2 separate regions of the Mus musculus genome follow, and region 2 is linked to region 1. A link is a contact called in public HiChIP or PLAC-seq data. All regions are on one chromosome and are shown on one strand. The core of a region is the stretch at or near the end of the contact, and the rest is flanking DNA. Distances in the headings are between cores, read along the strand shown. Region 1 has its middle 18 kb from the start of Bhlhe41. Region 2 overlaps Gm32838 (a long non-coding RNA gene).

Region 1 (5,398 bases), core at 2,035-4,534:
GTCCCAGGAGTGATTCCAGCCCGGCCTGCCTCTGACTTTCCCAGACTAGAATGCACTGATAATTATGTTGATGGCCCTCCCTTCCTCGGTTCGCAGGAAAAGTCTAGAAAAATCAAGAGCTGTATTATGCCTCCTTCTGAAAGTCACTCAAAATCTTCATTCTCGGCTCTGCACAGTCTTTTGTGTGTGTGTGTGTGTGTGTGTGTGTGTGCCTAAGTCTCTAATGAGTCCCCATTTTATTTTTGTTTTTTTCCCTTTAAGTTTTTTTGCATTACGATGAAAAGAGATACATAATTTCAATTTACCTGAATTTGTTAACATATAAAAACATATTTTGAGTAAATAGACTTACATCACATGCTTCTTTCCCTTTTGTACCCCAACTCCTTCCGGAGAGGCCCCCCTTCAAAACCTGCAATACCTTTCATTTTTTATTATATTCTTTAAAATTTAAATATTGTAACAATTAAAAATGAGTATTATAAAAGTTGTTTGATATAAAACAACAATCAGTTAAACAGTCTTGTGTAGATGTTTGTTAACAGCAATACTGAAAATACATACATTTTTCTCAATATAAATTTTAAATAACTCCAAATATATTAACTGTATGATATTTTAAAATAATATATCACTATTAGTTTTTTTAATGAACATAAATAGATAAAGTCTCTTTGTTGGTTTGTTTTGTTTTTAGTAGAGTTTAAAATCTTGGCTCTTACTGCCGCACAGTCCTCTTTAACATCTTTTAGCAAGGAGATAGTTTATAATGATATAGATGGCTTCCCAAACTATAAACAATGCAAAGATTTGTACAAAAGTTAAAAAGTGTATCTTTTAATTGGGCTTCTTAATAGGCACTTGTGAACAGCTCTTTGGGAAAGATGTTTAAACTATAGTTCATGATAATTAAACAACATTGTCACTCCTAAGGAAATAAAATAATGAGCTTAGGTGGAAAAAATAAACCAGTTTTGTAGCATCTGCATATAAAGCGATAACTGGTTAAATATAAAACCATGAGGTGCTGGACTGGGTCGGGTGTATGGTCCTAAAGCCTTTATTGTAATGTGCCACTCAGAACTGAAACCCAGTGAAGGAGCGCTGTCCCAGGCAGGCTATGTGTATGGAATACGTGCATGTTGGGCAAGCAAAGAGAAGCACTCCTGGGCTGTTCTGAAGTCACCCCACTCTCTCCAAGTGCTTCCTCCTTATGGCTGATAGGAACTTGACCTTGAGCCCTCTGACACAATCAAGAGAGAGCTACAAATCACAGTAGATGTCCAAGGTTAGGACAGCATTCAGGTGGCAGAACTCAACTTCAAGTTTGAGACAGGACACTCTAACATAGTGCAAGGCTCATGTGTTCTTTCACTACTTCTGAAGGAGTGAGGGGTGACAGACCTTGAGAACATACACAACACGCAACACAATACACAGAAGGGTTTGGGTTCTGGAACTTTTCCTTGAATCTCCAGGCCTAATATGGATGAATTGAGTGTGTGTGCCTATGTGTATATGTGTGTGTGTATGTGTGTGTACATATGTGCATGTGTGACCACATGTATATGCATCTATGTGTCTATGTGTGCCCACTTGGGCCCAATATTATTCTATTACATCGAGGCACAGTGACCACGTAACTGGATATCCCACAATCTGGCTAGCAAAACTTAGACATATGCTCCACATCGAATACTATTTCCAAAATGTTAAGTTTTGGGACTTGTTACTTTAATACTAACTTTAACAAACAACATATATTGAGTGCAAATTATATGACAGACACCAGCATGCAGTGGCTTCTTCTAGTGTCACGAGACACTTAAAAGTTCAGTGTCGAATGGGGAGAGAGAGAAGTAAGGGCTTGTCTGGCTGTGTCAGGTCATATGGAAACACAGTAGCACATATGTCCTGTTTGAAGGAGCATCTCCATTCCTCTTCTGGAGTATCTTCCTGCCTTTGTCTCTTCACAGCCTCTATGCTACATATTGTTTTTTTATTTTTGTTACAAGATTTCTTGACTGAACCAGTGCTCAAGCATTACTGCTTCCAGAAACCTTCAGAATTAAGACACCCCCCTCCACCCCAACAGCCACTTGTTACTTTGTTTTGTTTGTTTTTGTTGACATGGGTCTCCTGTAGCTAAGACTGGCCCTGAACACCTGATCCCTTTGCCTGTATCTCCCAAGTACTGGGATAACAAGAGTGTACCCCCACAACATGTACTGTAAATTTACTTCAAGTTTTAGGAGCACCCTAAGAAAGACAGTTAAACCCTTCCAGCCTGAGATCCTTGCTCTGTGCTCTTGGTTGCATGGTAAAGCCTGGAAGTTTTAGTCTTACACTTGGAAGTTTTATTCTTACAAACCATTTAGATTTATAAGGTTGTAACTAAAACTATGCCTTTGAATACAAATTTTTGGTCAAATCCTAAAAGGTTTACACTTACTGAGAAGTCGATTTAACATTCATCACACCTTTCTGTGGCTGGTAACTTCCCTGACCATGTGGTGGAAACGGAACCTTCATACACTTCTGGCAAGAATGCAGTGGGGGCTGAAGCCCTTTCGCAAAGCTGTCTGTCCCTCAGTTACTATGTAACTAGCATCTGCCCCAGCCCACATCCTAGAGAACTGAAAGCAAGTGCACACAGCCTCATGCCTGGTGCTCAGAATGTCATTCATGAGCGCTCAAAAGAACATGCCCTGGCTAGCAAACACAGAAGTGGATGCTCACAGTCAGCTAATGGATGGATCACAGGGCTCCCAATGGAGGAGCTAGAGAAAGTACCCAAGGAGCTAAAGGGATCTGCAACCCTATAGGTGGAACAACATTATGAACTAACCAGTACCCCGGAGCTCTTGACTCTAGCTGCATATGTATCAAAAGATGGCCTAGTCGGCCATCACTGGAAAGAGAGGCCCATTGGACACGCAAACTTTATATGCCCCAGTACAGGGGAACGCCAGGGCCAAAAAGGGGGAGTGGGTGGGTAGGGGAGTGGGGGTGGGTGGGTATGGGGGACTTTTGATATAGCATTGGAAATGTAAATGAGCTAAATACCTAATAAAAAATGAAAAAAAAAAAAAAAAAGAACATGCCCTGGATTCTATCAACTGCTAAGTGGGCAAATAAAAGTGCCATAGTCATGCAATGCAATGTGGTTTAGCAGTAAAAAAAAAAAAACTAGTAAAATATTGTATGCTATTGCAAGGATTAACCCTGAAAACAGGAAATGAACTCAACTGTAGAGAGCAATGACTCACATGGTTCTGTGCACATGAGATATCCAAATGGGTAACTCCACAGAAACAGAGAGTAGGTGGGTCACTAAAAGTTACACCAGTATACATTAGCTGAAACGATAGATGAAAGTGTCTTGGTGTGGTGCTACAGAAGTGATTATCTGTGAATGACCCTCTTCCTCAGCCTTCCAAGTATGGGATCCCAGGTTCACAGCAGCACATCTGGCTCTAAGACGTAGTTTTAGTGAGTATTTAGACTATTAGTAGCATACCCATTCAAATTTGATAATATATTAATATATGATCACAGAGTAAAAATTTAGTCATGTAGAAATTAAAAGCTACTCCACCACAAACAGTAGCCCCATTCTGTGAGGTCATCTAGTCTTTCTACAAATATTTACTGGGCTCCGGTCTGTCTTCAAGAGTCAGGAGTCAATAAGGCTCGCTTCCGTCTGCTCCTGCTTTGTGTTGCTACAGAACAGGGGAAACACCTCTGTGCTTGAGACACTACACAGGAGGAGAGCTACATTTCAGAGGTCCTGGGTCTCAATGCCACAGGGCCAATGAGAGAGAATAAAGCCCATCTCTCACCTCACAAGAAGGATCACTGTGGCCTCGGTGGTGTAGCTCCCCTAGTTTAGCTGCTGGGAGCTCTTGGGTTTCTTTTGTTCTGTTGGTTTCAGTTGTTCCTGCCTCAGAGCCTGGAGGCCTAGGCTGATCTTCACGCAGTCTCAGCCTCCAGGTGACAATATTACCCTCATTCAACATTTGTCCAAATCAGAGAATTGTGCTGTAAAGTCCATTCAATATCATACCCTGCATTTCACAAGCCAGCACTCCAGGTGTTTCTAACTCTTGTAGCTGATGACGATCAGGTAAATTCCACACCAAGCCAAGGAAGTGTCTCTTCTGCTTCCTCCCTGCCTGTAATCCCCCACCTCCACTTTCACTGATACATTGTTGGTAGAGAGTCTCTTGCAAGTATTTACACTATGAAAATTGGCAGAAACTTCAGGGGTTGGTTTTCTTGGTTATTAGGCCAGAGAAATCATGTGTCATGTTGATTGTACTTAGCACTGTGTCGCATCGGAACTTTGCATTGTGAGTAACACACAAGAAAGCAGAAAAACCATTTCCCATTGTGTGAGAGTTGTTACTAATTGCTCCTGTATTTAACAAATGACTAAGGTTATTTTAAAAAGTCTTTTCTCCGTAGTACTTTCACCTTAATCACTAAAATAAACAAAAGTCTCAACCAACTTTCATGTTGGAATTACATTTATGAATTAATTGCAACTGTAGGCTGGCAAAGGATACAGGGTCAGCAGAAATCAATAAAACCATTCACTGAGAATTAATCAGCTTCATGGAATTTATGTGAGCAATGCATATTTTATTATTGCACATCACTGTATGTGTTTTCTACACATCTTTCAGACTGCACATACAGACATGCTTTTCCCTGAGGTCCAGTTAAACATTCACTACCACACCACTACTTCCATCTAACCCTGACTACTACATGCATGGCATTGTAATGCACCATTAAAGTTATGGTGCTGCCATTTACTCACGAGAAGTAGATAGAACATTCACAACAAATTCAAGACCACTATTCTTAAGCTTTGATATGTTATACTATTTGGTTTCCAGTAAAATTCAAATAAGTCTGACAGATAAGAGTTGAAAGGAGACTAGACGGTGCAGGGGTCCAATGGGGGGGTGTGTGAGAGAGGGCAATGCAGAGACAAAAGGATTTTCCCTCATATGTGGGATTGGGTGGGGAGTGACACAAAGCAACCCCTTTGTATGGAGGGAAGACCATTGAGGAGAGGAGAGAGGGAGTGAGCAGGCAGGGGGAGAGCAAGGTACCATAACATAGGTAGACGAAAATGTTATAGTGAAGCCCATTGCTTTCTGCATTAAATGAATCATAGACAGATATAGTTAGATAGATGATGATGATAGACAGATAAGGTATATAAAAAGATAGATGATAGATGATAGAGAAATGATAGATGATAGGTAGATAGATAGATAGATAGATAGATAGATAGATAGATAGATAGATGGAAAGATAGATGATAGATAGGTAATAGATGACAGATAAATAGATAGACAGATGGATAAATTATAGACAGACAGAC
Region 2 (6,051 bases), core at 1,204-3,703, 130 kb before region 1:
ATTTTTCTATGAAAAAAAAAAAAAGCAAGTTTTTACAAGATTGGGCACATCCTCTCCCACTGAGAGAAGGGTCACTCTTTCAGAGGTGAAAAGGGAGGGAGAGAGGGAAAAACTCTGCAAGCAGAGACTGGGAGCAGGGCAGCATTTGGGATATAAATAAATAAAATAATTAATTAAAAAAACTGAAAAAAAAAGTCATATCTGGGAGTGGTCATGACCTGTATCCCAGCACTGGGGAAGTAGAGTCAGATGATCAAAGGAAGGGTTCTGACACAAGGTCACAGTCACCTGAGCTGCTGGCTGACACCCTGCCTCAAAACGACAAAGGTGTTTAAAAACATACAAACAAAAACCCCAAAACAAAAAGGCCAGGTCCTTCAAAGGGTAGAAAGCCAGATCCACGTCTCTTGTTCTGCACAGCACTCGCTGGAAGACCCTAAACTCTGAAACCGCCAGAGGAAGGTACAGGGCAGCCATTCCAGCTTTCCGAAAATGACTCAGGCCACACAAAACTGACATGTGGGGTTGCATGAAATTCAAAACCCTCTGCACAGGAAAGGAAATAACGGGGAGTGTCCAGACAGCTAGACACAGAGAACATTCCTTGCCGACTGTGTGTCTGACAAGAGGCTCATCCCTAGGCGTATAAAGAACCCCAAACCTCCAAATATTCCCACCAGTAAACAGACTAACAGCTCTCAGAAGGAGGCATATAAACCAAAGAGAGACATTTGAAGAAAAAAAGAAAAAGGATCAACACTTTTATCCATTAGGGAAATAAAATAACACCAAAGAATAGCGCAAAAGTTATTGGCCAGGTACATCGTCCTCTACCTTTCCGTGGTGACTAGAGAGGAAACCTCATCATTGCCAGCAGAAGGGGGTTTGACACCGTGCTGCCCGTACAGCCACAGAATCTGCCTTTCATCCTAAGAGCAATTTTAGGCTTTAAGTCAGAAACCTCTTAATCCTATTAAAGAAATGTACAAAAAAAAAAAAAATGAGGAAAAGCATCAGAAGAGAGTGTGAAGCCAGGCTAAGTAACACCTCTAACAATCAAAGCCACAGCAGGGGTTGGTGGACCTTCCTGTTCCCAAGCTGATGGCCCCTCAATGGCCTCACCACCTTGGAAGTGGTCTTAGAATCACAGCCAAGTTCTCAGGGCCCAGGAAGAGAAAAGAAAGCTAGTTACAAGTCTCCCACCTGTCCAGTTGTGCTGCCCACCATATTGGCTGTGGGTGGGGCTCCTTCCACAGGATAAGAAGACTTGAGCCCTAGTGGGTAATGCTGGCAGTGTCGACCTGTTCCTGACAGGCTCCAAAGAACTTGCTTCTTCTCCTGGGCTTGGAGATGGTGGCTCAGTGGGTAAGAGCACTTGCTCTTCAAGCACAGTGACGTGAGTTCAAATCGCAGCACCCTTGTGAGGATCTGGATGTGACTGCACTGTGCCTTGTAGCACTGGTATCAGAAAGGTGGAGATGGGTCAACTCTGAGAGCTTGCTGGCCGCTGGCCAGTCAGCCTAGCTAAAAATATGGTCTTCTGGTCCAGTGAGAGACTCTATCTTAAGGGGATAAGGTTAAGAGCAATAGAGGAAGACACCTGATGGTGCACAGGGTACACGAACCTACACACTCATGTACATATATCATATACACCACAGAAAAGAAAAAAAAAAACAAAACACTTGCTTCTCCATGTCTACCTATTTGGCTGGGAGACAAACAGAGGCAGGGGAGGAAAGGGGGAGAGGGAGTACACTGTATAGGGATGTACATATACATATATGGAGGGAGGGGGTGACCATGCATGTGTGGGCCATGTGTAACCATGCACTGTATAGAAATGACCACGCATTTGTACACCTGCATTGAATCAGAACTCAGCTGGCATTTCCCAGGTGCTGCGCACCTTAGGGCTTTTACTTGCTGTTGCTATTGTTTGAGATTGGGGCTCTCATGAGTCTGAGTCCACTGGTTAGGCTGGGCTAGCTGGAGAGTGAGCCCCAGGGATCCACCTCCTTCTGCCTCCGCATCTCTGGGATTACAAGTGTGTGCCACCACACCCAGCTTTTCAACGTGAGTTCTGGGAGACTGAACTTGGGTCCTCGTGCTTGCGATACACTGGGCCACAGCAGCTTGGACTTCTGACCTCAGCTCTGGGATGTCACTGGCTTTGTTCTTGCTGTCCTGATTCCAGGACTACATCTATACACAACACAGCTCTGCTTCTTTTTCTTCCTGGCACCCACAAAGGTCTCCATCTCACCTCAGACACTCATTAACACAGGTGTCTGGGGCTTCCCTAGAAATGATGTGGCTTTTGCTGCTCCTACTGGGCAGAGCCTGCTGTGGCCTTCCCAGAAAAGCCTCTCTCCTTTGTCCTTACAGGGCCTGAATTGGCCTAGTTCTGGGAAGCTGCCCAGTGGGAACCAACCTTGTTTGCAGTCCTTGTCTGTGTTTGGCATAGGGGAGCCTTTCCTCAAGGGACAGCCTGTACCTGAGCTGACTCAAGCCGAAAGGGTGGCCTGGCCTTCCTTTTCCAGATCTGTGGTTTGATAGTATTCCCGACCCAACCACAGTTGCCTTGGCAGCAGGCAGTCCCTGAGGCCTGCCGGGAAAATTCCATACTCCGATTTGGCACCTGTTCCTGGTAGCAGACAGGCCTGGACTGCTAGGGAAGAATGCAGACATGATAAGTTAGATACTGAACTGGTTGGGGCAATGGCAGTCCTTGCAGACAAAAGGAGCCCGAGAAGCTGAGTGAGAGAAATGGCTTCTTGTTGCTCCCGTGTGGGCAGTAAATCCCTGCCCTCCCCAGGATTGCCCTGGTCTGGCAGGATGGAGCACAGATGATCCCCGATGGCCTACGTGCCAGCCACAAGCCACGCTTGAACACTGCTAGTTCAGCCTCCACAGAGAATCCCTTCTCCGGGGATGAGAGCTGCTGTTCCAAACCCCAGTGAACTGGAACGCATCCACCCTGCAGTGCTCTGTGGCTGGCTGAATCGGGATGTTGGCCTGTGTGTGTGGGAAATGTCGCCCGTTTCTCTGAAATCTGAGTATAAAAAGCCATGTGACCATACAGGAGCTATAGTTCTAAAAACGTTCACTGCCTTGTGCTTGATACCCTCAGTTCCTTGGGGTGGCAAGCAAGCTTCTGTCTTAATGATAGTCTAGCATAAAATAATACAAATCGTTGATTTCTGTTTTAGCCTGCTCATTCCAAATGGCTGGTTCGGAACAGGTGAGAGATGAAGGTGAGAAGAGACAGAAATAATACTCCACGACTGTCTCTTTGGCTCTGGGGACATCTCCTAAGAGGTCAACGCTCCTCCTTGTGCTTTGGAGCGTGTGTGTGTGTGTGTGTGTGTGTGTGTGTGTGTGTGTCCGTGTCCCATGCTGGGAGCTGGGAAGCGGGTCCAGTCTCCTGCAGCTGCGGTGCCCAGCCGAGCAGAGAGGGAACAGCGGGAGGTGCAGGCAGGCATAAGCTTTGGTAAACTGTTGTTGACATTACATTTTATCCACAACTAAAAACCACCTTTGAAGGAATGAAATAAAGCAAAATAAACAAAACAAAGAGAGGGAATAGTGAGAGAACCCTGTTTTCTTTACTGGGAGGAGAATGGAGAAGGAAAAGGATAAGGACCCACAGAGCCCTCAGGCATCCCATGGGAGATGACAGCCACTGCCCTCCCCAAGGCATGCTGAAAGCACCAGCCTCTCAGAGCAGAAGGGAGGGTTCCTAGTTGGCACCTGAGAGGTTTCCAGGGCAAGCATCCTGACCAAGGAGTGCTGCTGTGAACAGAAAGGACAGCCAGGAGTATGCCCAACAACACTGCAGACAACCCAAGTGGCCAGGCTTCTATGCCATCTCAGAGTCCTTGAACTACAAGGCAGGGGTCCCAAGCCTCACCGGGAAAAGGTTCTAAGTGTCTTGCAAATGGGAAAATCCTTATAATGAGTATGCATAGAAAAGGCATGAAGTCATATCACCCCAAAGAGGCAGAGATGGGGAACTAGCAGAAGTGAAATAAGCCCCCAGCCAGCACCCTTTGATGGTGACTATGGCTATAAAAACTTCAGAAGCCCACAGAGGGAGAGAGAGCAAAGGCCTCAGAGGGCAAAGACAATAGACATGCTGTGAGTCTGGCATGCCTTCACCTGGCCTCACATGGCTCTCATGGTAAGTAGAGGCTGGAAGATGGCTGTGTGCTTGCTGATAGTGGGTTGTGTGCCCAGATACCCTGTGACTCACCTGCAGAAGGCACTCACCACACTCCCATCTGCTACCCCTGCTCTCCGCCTCCAAACAGAGCTGGCAGCTGGAGATGGCCCAGGGACTGTCACTTTCCCTCCCTTTTCCACCCCACCTATCAGAAGTGACTCAGTTCCCATCAGTAACCCCTAGCTGTCCTGTGGCTTGAAGAACACTCACTCCTGTGTTAGCCAGCTAGGGCTGCTATGATGAATCCTCCCAACGGGTACTTCCAACAATAGAAACGTATTTTCCCACTGTGGAAGCCCACAGCCAGAGAGTGAGATCCACCACCAGGGGTGGTATGCAGAAAGCAACCTCTCAACACCATGCTGCTTGGCTGTGTGCCCAGATCCATGGAGACCAGCCGAACTGGATTAGAAACCTCCTTATCAATCTCGTTTAGCCTTAGAGCCCTCTTTTAAGGGCTTCAAATATTGCCATGTGGGAGTTCAAGGTTTTACATATGGATCTGGACTCACAGAGACACTGTCCTGTCCACAACACGCTTGGTAAATGTACTATCCCTGACGTGATTCCAGAATGAATTCCCTTTAAGCAGGAGGTAAGCCAGGGAGCCTAGACCCACCACTGCAACCCTGCTAGCATGGAAAGGAAGCCCCGTGTTTTTGTCTCCCGGCAGGGATGGTCCAGGCATGGTCAGCAGAAGGTAATTTTTTTGTTAGTTTGACTTTGCCCTTGGAGGTGGGAGCTCAATTTATGTTGTGTTTCTATTCCCATCTATGTTCCTCAACACCACAGTTTATTTAGGGACTCGTGTATCCATGGAGACACGGAGAACTTCTGGGGGACTTCTGGCCTGCTCTCTTGCTGCCCGGGTGCTCTCTACCACGGACATGAGAGTGATGATCTTAGCAGCAATTCGTCACGCCTCCCACAGCAGCATCTGCCAGACGCCCCGAACATTTTACAGATGAAACAAACCTCTCCATTAGTGATAATATGCACTCGAACCTCACAAGCTCCTCACAAGAGGAGAAGGAGAGTGTGACTTACTCTAAATTGTTTTGATTACTGAGTGCGTGTAAGTGAGCTGCGGTACAGGGAGATTCATGAGTAGCCTGAGACCTTTACTGGGAGCATGGCGTCAGAGCATGCGGCCTCCCAACTTCTAATCAGCCTCTTTTGCCACACGCCAGAAGGAGGTGAAGGAAATAAGACATCTGATTTTAATAGAATATTTTTAAAATCTCTTTTAGAGTAATATACCTTAAGGAAAAGATATATCTGACTTGGCAAGGAAAGTTGTCAGTCAAATTCATGAGACTTGGGGTCTGTGAATCGGCTGCTTCCATGGTTTATGGCAGTGGGGGTGCCCAGGTGGTAGGCCTTGCCTAGGACAACTTGCTTTTCTGGTGCTGTGTGTGGCACAATCCTTCTGGCCATCATACAGAGCGTGGCCGGATGAAAGATACCAGCATTAGACGGCTGGCCTTCTAGAAAACAGAGAACCCCGTCCTTCTCTCAGGTTGAAGGAAGTGCACTGTGAGGCCACTCTATGGCAGATGGAGATGCACTTATCCATCTCCATGTTGCTAATTCCATTCAGGAAGATCAAGGGCTCTTTCCTAAGAGGGAGCTAAGGAAGTGCTCTCTCTCCCTCTCTTTCTCTGTCTCTCTCTCTCTGTCTCTGTCTCTCTCTCTCTCTCTGTCTCTCTCTGTCTCTCTCTCTGTCTCTCTCTCTGTCTCTCTCTCTCTGTCTCTCTCTCTGTCTCTCTCTCCCGCCTACAATCTCACTTTGAGAATTGGAAATTTGGGGAGGGTGTGGTGACATT

What was found. HiChIP or PLAC-seq counts read pairs in DNA pulled down with a chosen protein or histone mark.
Region 2: an HNF4G HiChIP or PLAC-seq map of pancreatic cancer cells shows a contact between it and region 1. The contact joins two enhancer-like sites. A contact is called at or near these places in 5 of 39 promoter capture datasets (the 3T3-L1 cell line, liver, pre-B cells and 1 more), 1 of 484 Hi-C or Micro-C datasets (nephron progenitors) and 2 of 115 datasets of contacts at active chromatin or transcription factors (double positive thymocytes and pancreatic cancer cells).

Annotation. Positions count from the first base shown.
Region 1 is chr6:145,881,052-145,886,449 of GRCm38.p6, reverse strand. No RefSeq gene overlaps it. Among named protein-coding and RNA genes, the nearest start is that of Bhlhe41, 18 kb to the right of the region's middle. Within about 2 kb of position 3,284, at least 64 of the 459 cell types and tissues checked have an H3K27ac peak or open chromatin away from gene starts, as enhancers often do. A contact at or near this core is called in pancreatic cancer cells, where this site is marked.
Region 2 is chr6:146,007,068-146,013,118 of GRCm38.p6, reverse strand. All of the region lies in intron 2 of Gm32838 (a long non-coding RNA gene), which reads right to left. The region is part of intron 1 of Gm32914 (a long non-coding RNA gene); the gene reads left to right. Among named protein-coding and RNA genes, the nearest start is that of Gm32914, 4.0 kb to the left of the region's middle. Within about 2 kb of position 2,453, at least 102 of the 459 cell types and tissues checked have an H3K27ac peak or open chromatin away from gene starts, as enhancers often do. A contact at or near this core is called in pancreatic cancer cells, where this site is marked.